Regions from separate parts of the Zea mays genome. Here region 2 is linked to region 1. A link is a contact called in public Hi-C data. All regions are on one chromosome and are shown on one strand. The core of a region is the stretch at or near the end of the contact, and the rest is flanking DNA. Distances in the headings are between cores, read along the strand shown. Region 1 holds the start of LOC100382075 (60S ribosomal protein L4-like). Region 2 holds the start of LOC100193244.

The links. A called contact is a pair of places that touch in the nucleus more often than the background predicts.
Region 2: a contact with region 1 is called in a Hi-C map of leaf, with 9 times the contacts expected there. The contact joins the promoter of LOC100193244 here to the promoter of LOC100382075 in region 1. A contact is called at or near these places in 2 of 25 Hi-C or Micro-C datasets (ear and leaf) and 1 of 3 datasets of contacts at active chromatin or transcription factors (seedling).

Annotation. Positions count from the first base shown.
Region 1 is chr7:10,448,744-10,451,840 of Zm-B73-REFERENCE-NAM-5.0, reverse strand. LOC100382075 (60S ribosomal protein L4-like) reads right to left here and starts at 1,514. Exons shown (of 2, transcript NM_001174838.1): 1 at 386-1,514. The coding sequence starts at 1,486.
Region 2 is chr7:10,670,029-10,673,161 of Zm-B73-REFERENCE-NAM-5.0, reverse strand. LOC100193244 reads right to left here and starts at 1,695. Exons shown (of 6, transcript NM_001138394.1): 1 at 1,099-1,695; 2 at 195-285; 3 at 1-121. The coding sequence starts at 1,617.

The DNA.
Region 1 (3,097 bases), core at 265-2,764:
CTAATTCACTAGTTGGTTAGGATCCAGGGATCAAAATATCGACAATCATATTACTAGCATTTCTCCAGCCAACTAGAGGGACATAGTATGTCTAACAAAACTTTGACAAGGACAACAAAAACACTAAGCTAGTAAATTATAAATCAATTGTGCAACGCAAAATAAAGAGTAATTATAGGTACACATCAAACTAATGCAAACTAGATCACCTCTTGAACCACTACTGCAAGATCATATCAGATGGACTAATCCATGTGCGGTGCGCTTTGGAACTAGTCAGGAAATGTAATAAATATCACAAAACTACAGAACTAAACAGATCCTATCTAAGTAACCATATCCAGTACTCGCGACAGAATTGAAATTGATCAGGAAATGGTCATACCGGGGTAAGCTTGGTCCTCTTGGAGTCGAGCTTCGCCTTCCTGGCCTTCACACGAGCAGCCTCAGCAAGGGTGGCCATCTTCCGGGCAGTGCCGAGGTAGGGGTTGAGTTTGAGCACAGCAGCCATGTTCTTGAGTGGGTTCTTCCTCTTCTCCCTGCGCTTCACTTCCTTGTTGAGTGGCTTCACCACAGACTGCACCTCGTCAGAGTTGATGATCCTGCCCAGGTCAGCGTTGGACATCTTAGGCCTCGGCAGCACGAAGCCCTTCTTCTTCTGCGACGGGGCGTCATAGCTCCCATACACCTCCTCGAGCTTATTGAACGCGCTCTGGGTCCAGATCACAAAGCGCCCAAGGTGGCCACCGGGGGCAAGGTCTAGTAGGTTGAGGCGCTCGACGTTGGCAACATCCACACCGGGAAGGTTGCGGAAGGCCTTGACGACCTTGGAGCCCTCGGTGCCGTAGACGATGAGCGGGCCCTTGCGGTTGATGTAGCGACGGTTGCGCATCTTACCCTTGCCGGGGCGGATGCCGACGGAGTCCTTGGCCTTCTCGGCGTCGGCGTGGGCGCCGATCTGCTTGAGGATCTTGAGCGCCTGGGAGGTCTTCTCAATGGACTCCGCGGAGTCGGAAATGACAAGGGGCATCTCGGGGACAGACTCGATGCGGTGGCCGCGCGCCTGGACGAGGGCCGGGACGGCGGTGGCGGCGAGCGCGGAGGCGACGGCGACGCGGCGGAGGTTGATGTTGACGCGGCGGTGCCACTTGCGCCAGATCTTGGTGGGCGCGAACATGCGCCCGCCGCGGCACATGTTGCCGAACGCTCCCTGGCCGGCGCGGTGGGTGCCGCCGCCGGGGACGCGGGGGATACGAGACACGGCGCGGCCGGTACCCCAGGACTCGGCCGACGTCTGGTGGCCGGCGCGGCGGGAGACTGCGTAGGGCTGGCGCTTGTTGCAGGACAGCAGCTTGTGGGTGAACCTGACCACGTCGGGGCGGATCGGCGCCCCGAAGACGGGCGGTAAGGCGATGCCGGGGGCGTCGGTTACCATGTCGCCCTCTAGGGCCTTCACGGAGACGAGGGGGCGGTTGACGGCGACCATGGCGGCGGCGGCGGCGGCGGCGGCTAGGGTTTGGGCGGCGCGGCGGTGGTGCGAATGGAGGCGCGGCGAAAGGGGAAGAGGCTATATAGGTGGAGCTGACTAGGGTTTGTGTGTGGGGGTTAGTTGGAGCGATCTGGTCCGTTGGATTGGAACAAGCGGTGGGATTTGAGAAAAATCGGGTGGGCTGGGCCTGGAGATCGCTGTTGGGGCGACCTCCAAGGTTCACAGTCACCCTCCCTTTATTCGGTGTATGTTTCCCCCTTCATCTCCCCTTTCTCCCGTGAGCTTCCTTTTTCCTCTTTATATGGCGTTGAACTAGACCTCCCCCTCACTTCGAGTTTGGTGTACGACCTATGAAACTATCCCCACGCCTTCCACCTAAATTTTTACCGTGTATCATTTTTTTTTTGTCATATCACCAACATTTCATCTCCTATTTTTTTTTATCTTCCACACCGATTCTCTCTATATTCTCCTATATAACCCACTAATTTCATAAAATATTATTTTCTATACATATTCATCATTTATTACCTTTTTATTTGATTGCTAAATACGGACACACACATAAATCAAGAGAAGGGGCCTTGCTCCATCACGCTTAATGTACTCCCTTTACTGTAGCACTACAGTGTGCAGCGCTTCGGCTGCTAGAACGTACACGCGCTACAATTTAAGGGGAGAGTGATGCGATGCAGGTAGTCTAAATTCTTAGAAATTTTTAAGTAGAGTTAAAATATGTATTTTATGTACTATAGTTGGTATAAGGTGGAGTAAAAGGGGAAATGTTTGGAGAAGAGAAATAGGGAGATTTATTTAAATATGAATGAGTGATTTGATAGGGGAATGTTGGAGAGAGCCTAAGACTATCTTTAGTAGATCCCCTATCTCATTCCCTATTTCAAACTTCTCTCTGCAACAGTGTCAAACAATATCATAAACAGTTCCGCATTTTCTATTTTACACACCCTACTGGAGATAGTCTAAGAACATTATTGTTTTTCTTCCTCTATATTTTCCTCACATTGCGAAAAGGCATCTAGTGTAATGGTTAAGGCTTCTTGAAAGAGAAATAGGGTTAATCATTTCCTATTATTAATTTTGGTGGTTGACGACCAACACAAACACATGGACTAACAAGTTTGTCTAGAATTCATGTATTACAGATGCATAAGGTTCAACATAAACCAATAAAGAAATCAAGTTAGGGAATCAATCAAAATTTGGAGCAAAACCTTGAGTGTGCTGAACGATGGCGCACCGGACTGTCCGGTGTGCCACTAGACAGTGTCCGGTGCACCAGGACCGTACAACTGCGAACCAGCCACTCTCGGGAATTCTAGGGCGCGCTCCGCTATAATTCACCGGACTGTCTGGTGTGCCACCGGACTGTCCGGTGAGCCAGCGGAGCAACGGCTCCTTGCGCCAACGGTCGACTCTGCAAAAGCTACAGTGAGCAACAGTACCACGTCAGAAGTCAGAGCAGCAAAGTCAGAGGGCACTGGTCTGTCCGGTGCGACAGACGACAAAGGCTCCAACGGTCGACCAGCTCCGAACCCTAACGGTTGCGCTAACGTGGCGCGCACCGGACAGTGCACAGTGGCTATCCGG
Region 2 (3,133 bases), core at 446-2,945, 220 kb before region 1:
GCACGTGGCAACAATAAACCAGGATCTGTGCAACGGCACTTAACATCTGGTCCTATCTTCTCAATCACCTCAAACCGAGCCATTCCACCATCCACAAGGAGCTCATCACCAACTCTCACATCTGTGTAGGATTTAGATGCAACGTTACGCTAAAGAACAGTAACTACAAACAATATTAACAAATAGGCCAATACCTTCAGCAAATCCATCATAGTTCACATTAATAGTTCGTTCTGGGAGAGGCAATTCAAATGATCTAACACTGAACGTCCATACTTCTCCATCCTGTGGGATCCAATAATGTGACAGGATTTGATAGTTACTTCATGAACATTTCGATACAAAGAAAATGGTAACCATTAGGCAAATAATGTAGCTGAAGAAAACAAGGAATTTTGCACAAGCACAAAGTCAAACTTTTAACTCTATGGGCAGTGACCCAATCACTTATATCAGCTGACAACTATAGAAGCAGTTTAGTTTCTTTGAATATTGATAGAATGTATTATGTAAAACATAACTATCACCAGATGCAACCATCCAGTAACATTTCTATGCGGAGTTGCGGACATCAACATTAGCTACGTACAAGAACCTACATGAGGGTCGAGGCTTAGGCGTTAGCCTATGATATAGAAAACTGATATTTTCGAGAACCTCACTGTCTGTCACTTTTAACAAAATCTTGGCGCCCAGCTGAAAATTGAAATGCAAAGAAAGATAATACATGGTGCCTTTTACTATGGCGTTTTGTTTCAGTTACTTTTGGAAGCCCTGAAATATTCTGCCGGTTTCAGTATTGAATGTTTCATAAAAGATGTGCATTCTTTTCCCTTCTATAATGGTTGAATTTGGGATTGCTAGGTTTGGTGCAAGTATTATGAATTACTACAGCGAAGAAATTGACTAACGGGCGAACACCCTTGACCCTCTCTCCTTTCTCCCTCATCCACATTGCACAGTTTCCTTCGAAACTGTTCCACGGAATACGTTGAAGACTTCTACGGTGAGGCGCGTTCACTCTGGTCTGGAAAAATAAAAACTGCATCGGCAAGCCCAACACAGACCGATGATGAAGAATTGAAGAGAGCAGCTCACCTCCGCCTTGACCGAGGATGCGCCGCCGAGGTCCCCCATGTGGATCTCGCTGCCCTCGGTGTCCATCATGACGGCGACGGCGAAGCCCTTCTCCTCGTTGAGGCTCCTGACGGCGCGGATGGCGGCCCTATGCCACTCCCTGTCGCCGTGGCACATGTTGAGCCGGGCCACGTTCATCCCGCCGACGGCGAGCGCCTCGAGCTGGTCCGGGCGCGAGGTGGCGGGGCCCACGGTGCAGACGAGCTTGGTGCGGCGCGTGCTCCGGAACCCGTTCTCCCGCAGCTCGGCCTCCGTGGCGGCGTCCACGTCGATGGGCCGGTCGGACGCAAAGATCCCGTTCGGGTTCGGGGGGAAGGCGGTGAGGTCGGAGGCGGTCGGGGAGGTGGAGCGGAGGCGGAGGGGGAGGCGGTGAGGGCGGAGATGGAGGAAGGGAGTGGGCGCGGGAGGAGAGAAGGGCGAGCGGGTGGCGGCCCTGTGGGCCTCCGGTGTGTGCAGAAGGGAGTGGGCGGCGCTGGCCATGGCGACGGCGGCTGGGGAATGGGAGCGGTGGTGGACTGGAGTGGAATGGGAGGGAGATGCGGTGCGGTGGCGTCAGCGTGTGAGAACTTTTTGGTTTTGTTGTGCCGTGTGCGTTGGCGGAGATTGCGAGGCGGGCTCACAGTTTGCTGTGGGAGGGGTGACGTGGCGGGATACTTTTGGCGGTTCTGTCCTACGTTGGCAGCACAGTGTCTAGATATGTTAACGGGACCCGATCTCTGATTCCGCGCGGGGAATTCCCGAATATAGAACTAATTTAGTTCCACGGGGTCTAAATGGGGAAATTTTAGTCCCCGTCGGATTCGCGGGGATGGGATGGAGGACTATCCCCGTTCCCCGTTCCCCGTGTACCCGCCCCACGAAACTTTTTTATTCCATATTAGTCAATTTATTTGTTAAAATTATAGTAAAAACTCAGTGCATCACATGTTATAAAATAGCAAACTAAACTCTAAAGTAGATGTCTCTTGTAATTTTCAATCTTGTTTGTTAAATTCGTATTAATTTGATACAATCAATTTAAATTTATCTTTAAATATTGTATTTCTAGCGGGGACAGATTCCCCGCGGGGTTTCCCACGGGGATAAATTCCCCGACGGGGACGGAGATGGGAGAAAAAACTCCCCCGTGAACGTTCGCGGGGACGGGGACGGGGAATTTTTCTCCCGGTGGGGATGGGAAGCAATTCCCCGACGGGGAAATCCCCGTTGCCATCTCTAACCGTGTCCTGGACTCGTCACTTGTCGGTTGTCCTCCAAAACGCAATGGCTAGATAAGAGATAGCAATGGTTAAAAAACTACCGGTTATTATTATCCCATATTTATACCCACGATAAGAGAACAATTATGTCCGATCACCTATACTCACATATCCATACTCATGTAGATATATGTCACCCATATTCATAAAGATTATTAAAATAATGCATTATATAAACGTCAAGTACATCCATCTAAATATCATTACAAAATTTATAATAACATTCAATCATTCATTCAACAACACTCTGTAGAATTGGATAAAGTAACAACTCTATGATTGTACCACATAACACATTATATATTCTATTATATGGTCATCAAATAGTAGTTAAGCCTTCTATGATTGTATCATCCAAAAGTTTGTTAAATAGTCAAAATAGATGGATAATCGAATCCCACGTTCACGCTTTTATACTGTGTATTCTATACCCATGGGTTAATGGATATAGGTGAGGGCGAAATGTTCTAATACCTGTTAACCATTGGGTGAAGTTTTTTACCCAATAAAAGCACAATGAGTAGAATATTTAGCTCATATACATACCCTTAGAGTAAATACTCATCGGGTATCGAATCACGGACACCCATTGCCATATCTAGGCTAGATACCAGGAGCCTGTTTAGTTGCCTGCATGATTGAGCATGGCTTGTATGTGAGTCTAGCTCTGACTGGCTTAGCTAAGCACATGCAACATCTTGTGTTTGGTTATCTACATGTGTTCAGTTTGATTTATT